Linked DNA regions of Mus musculus: region 1 is linked to region 2. Evidence: chromatin contacts called from public promoter capture Hi-C data. All regions are on one chromosome and are shown on one strand. Each heading gives the region's core, a stretch centred on a gene start, on an enhancer-like site or on the middle of the called end of the contact. The rest is flanking DNA. Distances are from core to core; before and after follow the strand shown. Region 1 holds the start of 1500035N22Rik (RIKEN cDNA 1500035N22 gene). Region 2 holds the start of Chpf2 (chondroitin polymerizing factor 2).

Region 1 (6,027 bases), core at 3,212-5,711, 400 kb before region 2:
CATGGTCCAGAACTTGGGTTAACACCTGGCTTGGGCCACAGTCCATCCCTGATCCTTTTACTACAACCTTTGAGATAAACCTGGAGAGAGAGATAAACCAACAGAGAGCCATGTATCTAAGATGACCACTCAGTGCTTTGGAAAACACAAGAGCTCAGCTCCTGCAGAGAGCAAGCAAGGTCCATCCTGTAGTTATCTGTGCTGCGGGAATGGAGAAGAGAAAACATTGAGAGCTCTGGATATGCTAAAGAACAAATCAACACTGAGTGTTCTCTGAGGCCCGGATGATTTCTTGCACCACCCTGTATCCTTGGCTCCAAGCCTTGTGGGCACTGCTGATTTCCCTAAGCTGCTTAGGCAAGGGCTGGGTGCCGCCTTAGCCATGGGGGAGGCAGCTTCTCAGGGGAATGTGGTTATAAGTGGTGAGTAGATGGGCTCAGGGCCCAGGGCTGGGAGTCTTGCTGTAGCAGGAAGCAGGTGAGGGGCCCCAGGCGAGTTCTCAGGGGAGCTTTGGTGACTTAGGGCTTGAGGTACTTGAGGGGCCCCATTATGAACAGGAAGAGATAACCCAAACCATCAAAGGCTGATTTCCTAAGCCAGAAAGAGCACTAAGTCAGCTTTCCCAAAATAATCCTCATAACATCTACTTCTTTCTGTCAATGTGAAATAGAAAATAGCAGCTAGTAAATAAGATAATAGTTTATTCTGAGTGCAAACACCAGACATCATGGTTTGGAACACAGACTCAGGTAACTCAGGATGATATTAGTCCCCAGAGAGATGACCAGTTATACAGTCCCAAAAGAAAGGTGACAGGGCTGTCCAGGAGGTAGGCTACCAAGAAGTGGGGAATCTCTCTTCCAGGATTTGATGCAGAGACTTCAGCAGGGTGGAGACACTTTCTGTAGGAAGCAGGTGCCCGCCCATTCCTAGCCTCAAGGGTGGAAGGGGTCAGAGGCCCAACAGCCAGCATACATTTTAGGGTCTTATCCAGCAGTCACAAAAATTCCAGGTCAGAGGCAAAACCTAGTACTGCATTACTGCCATTGGGGGCCAGAGACCACCCAACACAGCCTTGGCCAGAGACCACCCAACACAGCTTTGGCCAAAGACCACCCAATACAGCCTTGGCCTTTTTATTGACTGCTTTCAGATAGGGTCTCATTATCCAATTCATTCCTGTCTCAGATGGGCTCAGGTCACACATGTTGACACCACATGCTGCGATACTTGGTCTTTTGATCCACATCCCATCTCTCTCTCCATAAGGCTGTGATGCCCCCCACTCATCAAATAGCAGACCATCTAGAAACAGCCCTTGACTCCCATGGGCTGGAGTGAAGTGTTCTTCTTCCTGCTTCTGTGAGAGAGGCCCGTGGAAGCAATCTCGGTGATGGGGAGGTCCACCATGGGTCTTTGAGAAATTCTCAGATGCTTCAGAATAATACAAACACGCACAAGCTCCCCCAGATGTGTTTCTGTTGCCCAGCTCTTTATTGTGTAAACCAGTAAGAAGATGATAGATATACAGATGAATAAATTATAGATGATAGATAGACAGACAGGATGGATGGATGGATGGATGGATAGATTTTTATGGTATGATAGACATTGATAGTTGTCCTAATATGGTTTCTATTGCTGTGATAAGCACTATGACCAAAAGCAACTTTGGGTAGGAAAGGGTTTATTTGACTTACATGTCCTAACCACAGCCCACTATTGAGGGGACTCAGGGCAGGAACCTTGAGCAGGGGACTGAGGCAGAGGCCATGGAAGAACGCTGCATAATGGCTTGCTCTTCATACCTTTCTCAGTCTGCTTTCTTATACTACTGAGGACCACCTGCCCAGGGAATGACACCGCCCATAGTGGGCTGGGCCTTCCCACTTTGGTCATTAATCAAAAAAATGCCCTACAGACTTGTCCACAAGCCAATATGATGGAGACATTTTTCTCAATTCATCTTCCCAAATGACTCTAGCTTGTGTCAAGTTGACAAAAACAAGAACTAACCAGTACAATAGTGAAATGTACAGATAGATATGTGTAGATAGCAGACAGACAGACAGACAGACAGCTGCATGGAGATAGAAGATAGATGATATATGGTGTTTTCATTTATTTTCCTTTGTTGTGAAGAGACATCATGACCAAGGCAGTTGTAAAATAAAGTATTTAATGGGGACTGGCTTACACACCTCCTAATTATTCCCAAACAATTCTACCAACTAAGAACCAGGCATTCAAATATATGAGCCAATGGGGGCCATTTTATTCAAACCACCACAGATTGGGGGCTGGGTGGGTGGACAGACAGATGGTGTCTTAGTATCTGTTGCTATGAAAAGACACTTTGACCAAGGAAACTCTTACCAAAAAAAAAGTGTTGAATTGGGTCTTGCTTACAGTTTCAGAAATTTAACCCATTATCATGTCAGGGAGCATGGCGGTACACAGGCAGACATGATGCTGGAGAAGTAGCTAAGACTTCTAAGTCTGGATTCACAGGCAACAGGGAGAGAGAACTCTTGGGCCTAGCTTGGGCTTCTGAAATCTCAAAGCCCACCCCCAAATGACATACTTCCTTCAGAAAGGCCATACTTTCCCGATAAGGCCACACCTCCTAATCCTTCTAGGGACTGCCATTCCATGATGAACAAGCATTCAAATATGTGAGCCTATGGGGACCATTCCTATTCAAACCACGAGAGAGTGAGAGAGCGAGAGAGAGAGAGAGAGAGAGAGAGAGAGAGAGAGAGAGAGAGAAGGAAGGAGGGAGAGGGAGGGGGAGAGAGGGAGAGAAGGAGAGGGAGGGAGGGAGAGGGAGGGAGAGAGAGAGAGGGAGAGAGGAAGAGGGAGGGAGAGAGACAGAGAGACAGAGAGAGAGAGACAGAGAGACAGAGAGAGAGAGCAGAGGAACAGGGCAGTAGGAGTTCTTTAGAATGTAGACTAGCAGTGGAGAAAGCAACCCTAAGATGGGAGAAAATGACCCTGCACCCTCATCTCTCACACTCAGACAGGATGCTCTGTGGCTGAAAGCTTGGTGGAGGAGGACATGAAAATATTCCACCAGCAAGAGGCAGCCCTGACCTTGATTTTTCAGGACAGGACAGATGGTGACATTTAGAGAAAGAGAAGCAGCTTCATCCTGGGGAGCTACCCACAGCCTGGGCTGTGTGAGGGCCTGAGGAATCTAGCCTTGGGGGCCTCAGACCCCTTCCTCTGCAGTCTCCCTCCCTGAAGCAGGGTCCACTCCCCTCCAATGGGCTTTCTAGGAAGGAGCCTCCCTGTGCCGTGGGGACGAAAACTCTTGGAAGTTAAAGAAAGGTAAAGACAACAGGGGAGCGATGGGTGTTGCTGCTAATACTGAGGGTCATTTTAGATCTTTTGTTTAGTTTTTGTGATGCTGGGGATAGAGCCAGTCCCCGAGACCCCTGAGGCCCATGGAAACATCCACAGAAGCCAGTCTTTGTCTGCCCCACCTGCGTTACCTTTCTTCTCCCTGGAAACAAGAGCCAAGCTTCTGCCTGATCTCTCCTTTCTCCTCTGCCTCCTGAGCAGCCTGGCATTCCTTGTCATGCCGCTCCCCCCCCCATGGCTGTGACACACCCCCTCCTCTGGGGGACTGTAATACACTGTCTTTCCAGAGGAAGCTCATCCCCTGACCTCACTACCCCGAGTCATTAGAAAACTACATTTTAAAACACATTTCCCACTGCCTGTAAACCTAGACATTAATTGTCCTGGCTTCTTTTTTTTTTTTTTTTTTACACTTTGAGTGCAGCGTTGTCTCAGGGAGCTCGGCAGGCCACAGTCTACATAGGACACAGATCATACACCCAGCCTTTGAGGATGGCACGCTCAGTCTCCAGGTTCCTTCTCATCTGCTGGGCTCAGTCTGGGGCCCCTGGTGGTAGGTGCACACAGAGGCAGCCTTAAAAGGTAGGCAGCCTAGGGTGGGGATGTAGATCAGTAGGTAGATAAAAAGTGTGCACAAAGACTTGGATTCCATTCCCAGCACTATATAATTATGATTGCTCATGCCTGTAATCCCAGCACTCGAGAGACAAAATAGCGAGATCAAGACTTCAAGGTATCCTTGGCTACAGAGTGAGTTTGAGCCTACAGGAGACCCTGACTCAACAAACCAACACTGACAGCCCATTCCAATCCCCTGCCTGCTACCCTGGGCCCAGGCAGTGCATGCCAGCCTGCCTCTGCCTATTGTCTAAGAGCTGCACAAATGTAGGACTCTCTCCTCACCTGTGATTGAGCTTGGCACCCATTCCCAGTCAGCTCTTCTCACGGTTCCTAGTTTGTATAGTCTCTGCTTCCTAGCACACTCAGCCTCAGCCTGCCCATGGCACTGCACGCCATGAGGACAGGAGCCAGGAACCCCCAAGAACAGGGCCGCTCCATCCTCCAGGGCTGCATTTCTGTCAGGATTTCTCTGTGACTGGGAACCGGAGCGGCACTGGGTTTGTAGCCACTTGCCGTTGCTATAGCAACCCCTGACTTACACCAGCTACACACTAAAAATAGATCATCTTGCCCCTAATATAGAAAAATGAAGGAAAATGAGAGCAGGCAGGACCCTTCCCATCCAGTTATGCGCTGATGCAGCGGCTGGGTCTCTGTATGCGCGCACCCACTCAAGAGTAGAAAGAACAGGATGGAGGGGACACACTAGAGTGTCCTCAGAACTGCTGTGGCCTGGCTCTTCCCCATGTAGAGGCCTCAGCTGTCCTTTGTTCTGAACTAAAGCATTCAATAGTAAAGCACAGTTTACCCAAGGCGGGTTGTATGTTCCAGACAGCCTCTTCATGTACCCCAGGCTAGCCCTACCCTCACATCCATCTCCTGAGTTCTAGTCTTGCTGACGGGCACCCTCCACCTGGCCTGTTCAGCTTTTCAGTCTTACTTCTTCTGTGGGTTGTGTTTTTTGGAAGGTAGGGCTGCTGTCGTTTGCAGAACAGACAGCGTGAGAGCTCCTAGCGACAGCATCTGAAGTACTGAATTGCTTGGGAACGCTGTGACACAAGTGTTCCCCAGGAGTGAGCCTGGGGAAGGAGAACCTTCAGGTACTTGAAGGACCACCCATCCTCCTGGGGAGGAAGTACTGTGGGAAGACAGACCTCACCACTCTAGGACCAGCTCCTCCCTGGGATAGCAATGGCTCTCGATGCATTCGATCACGTTGTCCGAATCATGAAAGTTCAAAAACATTTCAAAATGCTTGAAGATTGTTCTGGAAGGGGTTGTGCAGGAAAGAATTGGGACCTGTCCCTACGGAGTCCGAATTGTGGCTGTCTGCCTGTCGTATCTGAGACTTGTTGATGGCATTTCCTGTGGTGGAATGAGTCTGTGTCCCCCTGAACAGCTGTCTGCACACAGTGGGTGCACTGTAGCCTTCCTTGTTCTTGGGAGCTGTTTTGTTTGTTTGTTTGTTTGTTTGTTTGTTTTTAAGGTGATGGGAGATGTGTGTGGGGCTTCTCAGAGCCCCTGGCTCTGCCATGGGGCTGAAGTGGTAGTGGACATTTGTGAATATGTAGAGCTATGCTTGGAATGTGGTGACTTGCATGTTAAGACGAGGACCTCTGCCCATAAGCCAGGGACAGCCAGGAGGGGCTGGGGGGCTTGGATTTGGGCCTTTGTGGGAAAGCCCACTGCCAGGAACCAGTGGGGAGACACCCTCCGCTTCTCCCATCCCCCATCTCTTCCTCCTCCTCCTCCTCTTCCTCTCTCCTTTCTCTCCTTCCTCCTCCTCTTCCTTTTCCTTCCTCTCTGTATCCCCCACCTTTATCCTCTTCTCCCTCTTCTCTCCTCTCTTCTCCTCCTTTTCTTCTTCATTCTCTTTCTTCCTCTTCTTTCCCCTCCTGTCCTTCCCCCCTTCCCTCTCCCTTCTCCTCTAACTTCCTTTTTGTGACCAACAGATAAAACTTTTTTTTCATCATCTGGAGCTGCACAGCTTGAGAGAATTAAGCACATGCTCATTATGATGCCAGCTCGCCCCCCACCCCCCAT
Region 2 (6,423 bases), core at 1,271-3,770:
TCCCTGCAGGAGCCCGGGCCCCTCGCTGCCCTGTGAAGTAGAGTAACCGAGGGAAGTGATGTGCTACTGTACGGTTAACCGCGACGGCCAGGGTGGACAGTGTGGCTCGAGAAGTCAGGACAGCCACCAGCAGGCGCTCACGAGAGCCCAGCTCTGTCTGTATATACCGAGTCCTACGGAGAGACCAGAAGATAAGGGGTCAGCTCCTGAGTCATTAAGGGAGCGTGTACCAGCCTAGCACATACATTCCTAGGAATAAAGGAGTGCATTGGGAGAGGGGAGAGACCCCCCTCCCTCATCACTAATAACTAGCTACCGGGGTGAGTGCCCACTGAGTGGACGAGGCTGGACTTGGCTATGTGGAGACAGGCTCTACTCAGATCTATTTAGTAGGTTGGTGCAGGTACAGCTCTGTTCAAGAACAGTGAACATTAACACCAATGGGTAAGACACTCTCAGACTTGGGGAAGGATAAAATAGGAGCAAACTAAGATAGGAAATAAGACAAGTGCTTCCAGGAAACTAACACTGAGTAGCAACATAAACACAGCAGCAAACAGCTCTAGAGTGAGGGCTGGTGCTGAGGACTATGCACAATCACCCTCAACTGAGTGTCAGTACTGGAGGACTATGCACAGTCACCTTCACCTGAGCGTCAGTGCTGAGGACTATGCACAGTCACCCTCACCTGAGCATCAGTACTGGAGGACTATGGACAGTCACCCTCAACTGAGCGTCAGTGCTAAGGACTATGCAGTCACCCTCAACTGAGCGTCAGTACTGGAGGACTATGCACAGTCACCCTCACCTGAGCATCAGTGCTGAGGACTATGCAGTCACCCTCACCTGAGCGTCAGTGCTGGAGGACTATGCACAGTCACCCTCACCTGAGCATCAGTGCTGGAGGACTATGCACAGTCACCCTCACCTGAGCGTCAGTGCTGGAGGACTATGCACAGTCACCCTCACCTGAGCACCTTCTTGTAGGGCTTGTTAGGATCCCTGTAGTAAGGCACAATCCTGGGTCTGAAGTCTTCATCGCCTTGGTCCAGCCCATTTTTTGAGTCTGGATTCTGTGGCCCTCCTGGCTTCCCCACAGCCTCTACACAGGGATCTTCTCCCTCACCCTGGATCCAGGAAACCCGCAGGAGGCTCAGGCTGCATCCCAGAGACAGTCCTAGGATGAGGGGGAGCACTGGCCGCAGCAGAGCCAGCAGGGAGCTCAGTCGCATGGTGGCAGGCCCTGACACAGGGCGCCCCAGGGGCACAGTCTCAAGGATGAGTAGGTTGATGGGCCACAGGCCAGCAGTAGCCCACGGTTTTACCCAGAGAACCCGGAGTCAACGAGGTCAGCAACAGAAAAAGGAGCCCAGCATCCCCACCAAGTCTTCCCAACCCTATGTCTGGTCTTCAGTGGCCATGGTGCTGATACCCTCAGTAAAATACTAATGTCTATGTGAGCAATGCCACTCCCTACGGGGATTGCAGTCTGTAGTCCAGGAAAAAGAAAAAAGAAAGTGCAGTCCTGCCAAACCTAACCCCAGAAGGTCTACAGCCATTTGAAACATGGGCCTAATTCAAGTCAGCAGCACCCAGTGACACAGAGCTTAGGGCAAAGTGCATGCGCCATTCCAACAACAGTCTGACCAAAAGGGCCTGCCTCAGACACCCTGTGCCATGCTGAAGCTATCCTGGCCCACTATGTCTCCTCAGGCCCCAGAGGAACTGCTGATCTGCCGCTGCTGCAGGCAAGCACTAGAGAAGGGGTCAGCACCTCCTTCCACCCCGCTCCTGAGTGTCAAAGAGAGCCACAGACTCTAGAAATCCCCTCCTTGTCAGATAAGATCACCAGCTATGAATGGTGCCCACCCACCTACCCACCCAAATGAGGTGAGCAGTCACAGTGACTCAGCACAGCTGGCCTCTCATAGGAGCGCAATGGCTGATGGAGCCATTTTGCTAGCCATCCTACTCGTCCTGCAAAGCTATGCTGCCCACATATCTAAGAACAGCAGGAGACAAATTACAGACACTCTTGCTGTGGCTAGAGGTTATCAAACAAAGCCAAATAAAGCAAAAGCAAGCCGGGAGACAGCAGCAGTTAGAGAAACGCGGGGGTCTGGGAAGGCCAGCAGAGGCTCACCACCTTCCAACAGGGCACCTTCCAATAGGGCGCCAGTCAGTGCCCTATTATTCCCTTGGCGACCACAGCACCGTGCCAGCCCCCAGAAGAAGGGACAGAGCGAGTCCTAGCCGGCCGTCTGGAGACAGAAATTAATCGCCTACGTCCCACGACTGCAGAAAAGGCCTTGCGTCCAGCTGGTTTGCTCTGCGAACTTGGGCGGTGGAGGGGAGCTCGCGGCGGACAGCAGGACCGAGCGGGTTCTCAGGTCCTGCCGGGCAGGGGAACAGGAACACCCAAGCCCCACGGCAGACGGAGCCGCCTCGCGGGTGAGCCCACCCTGTGGCGGGCCGAGGAGCTCCGCTTTGCTGCCGCTGCCACCTCACAAGCCAGCCCTCGGCTTCCTCTTCCGCTGCCTGTCAGTCTCCCGTCTCTATGGTGACCGCATCCGGCCCCTCGCTCCTTACAGTCGCTCTCTATGGTTGCTGCTGCACCTCTGGATTCCAACGCCCTGGCTCCTAGCGCCACGGTGAGTGAATCCCGTCTGCACAGAGACGCTCCCCAATTCATCTCAACCCTGTTAGCGCTAAAGAAAGATGCCCTCCCCTTTTCTGAGCACGCTTCAACTAAACCGGCCGCGCAACACCAGCGCCTATTTAGCGGCTCAAGAAATGTTTCTCTACTAAATTTTCAACTCTACTAGGTAAAAGGATGAGGGACATGTGACCAGGAACGAACAGACCTGGGCTAACCTAGAACTCAGTAGTTTTAAGGCGGTGAGAATCGCTTGAAGCAAGCCATGGATACTAACACACTCTGGTGTCTCAAGGCAGAAAAGTACGGAATTAAGCACCAGTCAGGTGACTCACCATGTGAAGGTGGTTGCCACCGAGACTGATAATCTGAGTTCTATGTCTGGTGAAAAGAGAAAACTGACTCCATCAAGTTGTCTTCTGATACCACACTATTGTTAAAGGTGTGTACCACACCTTCCCTATGCTACATCTGTAAGAAACAACTCACTTGGACGGAAGGAAGATTGTCAGGCTTCGGATGTACAAAGCTACCACTTTGGAGAACTTTTACCATTTATAAATGTATGTCAGTGTTCAGAATACATTTGTACTGTCACATTCATGACAATCTCTCTCTCTCTCTCTCTCTCTCTCTCTCTCTCTCTCTCTCCCTCTCTCTCTGTCTCTCTCTCTCTCGTTTTTCGAGGCAAGGTTTCTCTGTATAGCCCTGGATGTCCTAGAACTCACTTTGTAGACCAGGCTGGCCTCAAACTCAGAAAACCACCTGCCTCTGCCTCCCAAGTGCTGGGATTAAAGGTGTGTGCCACCCCACCCGGCTATTGCTTTATTTTTGACATTGGGTCTGGCCATCTGACTTTGACCTTAAACTCACAGATCCACCTGCTCCTGCCTTTCAGTGCTGGGATCACGATCATGTACCAACACACCTGACTATAGCCACAATTATTAAACTAAAAGAAGCAGGTGGAATTAACTTAATATTTTATCGTATTAGGTATAAATATATTTAATAAACACACATATTAGGTATAAAATATTTAATATTTTATGGTATTAGGTATAAATAAAATATCAATTCAACATATAAGCAATATGAAAAGCTACTGTACTGATGTTTTACATTTTTCCATATGCAAACTGAAATCCTAGCCATGTTTTACGGTTATAACGTGTATCACTTGTTTTGTTTCCTTGAGACAAGGTCTTGCTATGTAGATCAGGGTGATCTTGAAATCACAGCCATCTTCCTACCTAAGTCTCAAAAGTGCTGGGGTTACCAGTCTCTAGGCAGAACCAAGATGGATAGGTTCCAGGGGGCCTGGGTCCAGCCAGGAGTGCCGGAAGTGTTACAGCTCTCAGAAGAGAAGAGATGAGGTTTGGGCAGCTTGCACTGGGCAGATAGCCTAGGTCCAGCTACAGAGGCAGCAACAGTGACCGGGGCAGAGTGAGCAGCAGCGTGAGTCTGGACAGCCAAGGTCCAGCGATGAATGCTTCGGGAAAGAGAACCCTTCCACAAGTGTTACAGCTCAGTAAAAACAGCCACTCTCAGACGGTCCTTGGTGAAAGAACTTGTGTAGTTTATTCCATGTGCCTAGGGACTTCTGAGTAGCTGTATTTCAGCGACCTTGCATCTTCTGTGTTAAGCACGTTCCCTGCTGCTGTGATTGGTTTGTTTTAGTTCATTGTTCCAGTGTACAGTCAGTCTGGCAGTGGGGGCTTCAGGGAGCAGATCACACTGCACCAGGAAAGAGAGGCCGTTGAATGCAGGTGTTCAGGCAGCTTTCTCCTTTCCCTGCAGTTCAAGACCCAAGTCCAGGGAACACTACCACTTACTTGGAGGTGGGCCTTCCCACATCAATAAGCCTATCCAACACAGTCCCTTACAGTATTTTTGTCTCGTAGATTACTCTAGTTTCTGTCAAGCTGACAAGCAACATGAGCCATCAGAGCTACTTACAGACACTGTGACACTGGGCACTATACTTCTAGACACTTCTTAGTCGCTAACTTCTTAGGTCATACTGGTCTAGACATTTCCTTCCTCTGGACTCAGTTTCTTCATGTATTTTCTATTAGTTTGTTTTTAGTTGGTTGTTTTTTTTGTCTAGTTTAGTTTTTAGACAATGTCTTAAAAATGTGGCTAGCTTTGAATGCTGTCCTAGTTTGCTTTCTGCTGCTGTGATCAATGAGCAAAAGCAGCTTGGCAGAGGAAAGAGTTTACTTGGATTATAGGTCAAATTTTATTATCAGTGGAAGCCAAGGCTGGAGCCTGCATGCAGGAGCTGATGCAGAGGTCATACAGGAAGGCTGCTTACAAGCTTGCTCCCCATGACTTGCTCAGTCTGCTTCCTCATAGAACTCCAGATCACCTGGCTAGGGATGTGGGACACTGGGCACTATACACTGACACAGTGGACTGGGCTCTCCGCCACATTATCACTAATCAAGAAATTGCCCCCACAGACTTGCCTATAGGCCAGTTTTCTCACCTGAGGATCCCTCTTCCCAGGTGGCCCCAGCTGGTATCAAGTTGACAAAGAAACCAGGACAAATGTGAACCAATAACCAGTTCTTGCTGAGCTGTGGCTTTTTGTAACTCTTTCTTATTAGCCTTCATTTCCTCTCCTCTCGCTCCCAGCACTTATCCATGCACAAGATCTCAACTCTGGGTGAGAAGGACAAAATACCCAAGTAGTTAGCAAGTGCCCCAAGATGCTAACTGTGGTGAAGAAGACTCTGCCTGTCAATTGTTTTCTTATCACAGCTGTGATTGTCCCTGATGGACCTGAGGGTACAGAACCAGACAATCCCAGCCTTGATGCCTGTGCTGCCTCTAAGCAGCAGCGGTTTTTCTGCTTGTTTTTTTGTTTTTTGTTTTTTGTTTTTTGTTTTTTTTTTTTTTTTAACAGGCCCTGAGCCAGAGCTTGTGGATAGAATGAATGGTAACATGGTAACAACAACCACCTCAGAATTTGCAGGGGAAATCAAATGTTGTGATACAAACTGTATAATGAATTATAATTCTCAAAAAATAAATCTTGGGGTCGGAGAGATGGCTCAGTGGTTAAGAGCACTGACTGCTCTTCCAGAGGTCCTGAGTTCAATTCCCAGCAACCACATGGTGGCTCACAAACCATCTGCAATGGGATCTGATGCCCTCTTCTGGTGTGTCTAAAGACAGCAACAATGTACTCACATAAATAAATAAATACATATATACATAAATACATAAATAAATAAACAAATAAACAAATAAAATTGTCTTATAATCTCTTACCTGCTTCCTTATCCATTTACATATTGTTGGAGAAATGTAGCCTAACCGATGGGAACTCAGTATGGAAGTCCCTCAAAAATCTGAAAGCAGATCTTAATATACCACTCCTGGGTATGTGTATAAAGGACCCAAAGTTACCATATAACAGAAAGAGCTGCATATCTAGAGTCCTGGTTTGAATAAAAATGACCCCCCCCAGCTCCATAGGGAGTGGCATTATTAGGAGGTGTAGGCTTGTTGGAGTGGGTATGCTCTGTTGGAAGAAGTGTGTCACTAGGGGCTGTGCCACTAGGGGCTAGGGTCTGTCACACTAGAGTGTGTCACTAGGGGCTGGGCTTTGAGGTCTCAGACACTCCAATCAGACCTAGTGGCTCATGTAGAACTCTCAGCTCTCTCTCCGGCACCATGTCTGCCTGCATGCTGAAAAAAATTCAATGCTTTTCTTTATAAGAGTTGCTGTGGCTGGAGAGATGGCTCAGTGGGTAAGA

Evidence for each region. Promoter capture Hi-C pulls out the DNA fragments that hold promoters and counts their contacts.
Region 1: a promoter capture Hi-C map of neural stem cells shows a contact between it and region 2. The contact joins the promoter of 1500035N22Rik here to the promoter of Chpf2 in region 2. A contact is called at or near these places in 3 of 39 promoter capture datasets (embryonic stem cells, neural stem cells and pre-B cells), 2 of 115 datasets of contacts at active chromatin or transcription factors (bone marrow-derived macrophages and memory CD8 T cells) and 1 of 9 other capture datasets (adipose tissue).

What each region holds. Positions count from the first base shown.
Region 1 is chr5:24,984,276-24,990,302 of GRCm38.p6, reverse strand. 1500035N22Rik (RIKEN cDNA 1500035N22 gene) reads right to left here and starts at 4,461. Exons shown (of 2, transcript NR_166410.1): 1 at 4,267-4,461. The region is part of intron 3 of Prkag2 (protein kinase, AMP-activated, gamma 2 non-catalytic subunit); the gene reads left to right.
Region 2 is chr5:24,582,847-24,589,269 of GRCm38.p6, reverse strand. It overlaps Chpf2 (chondroitin polymerizing factor 2), which reads right to left and starts at 2,520. Exons shown (of 4, transcript NM_133913.2): 1 at 970-2,520; 2 at 1-173. The coding sequence starts at 1,232.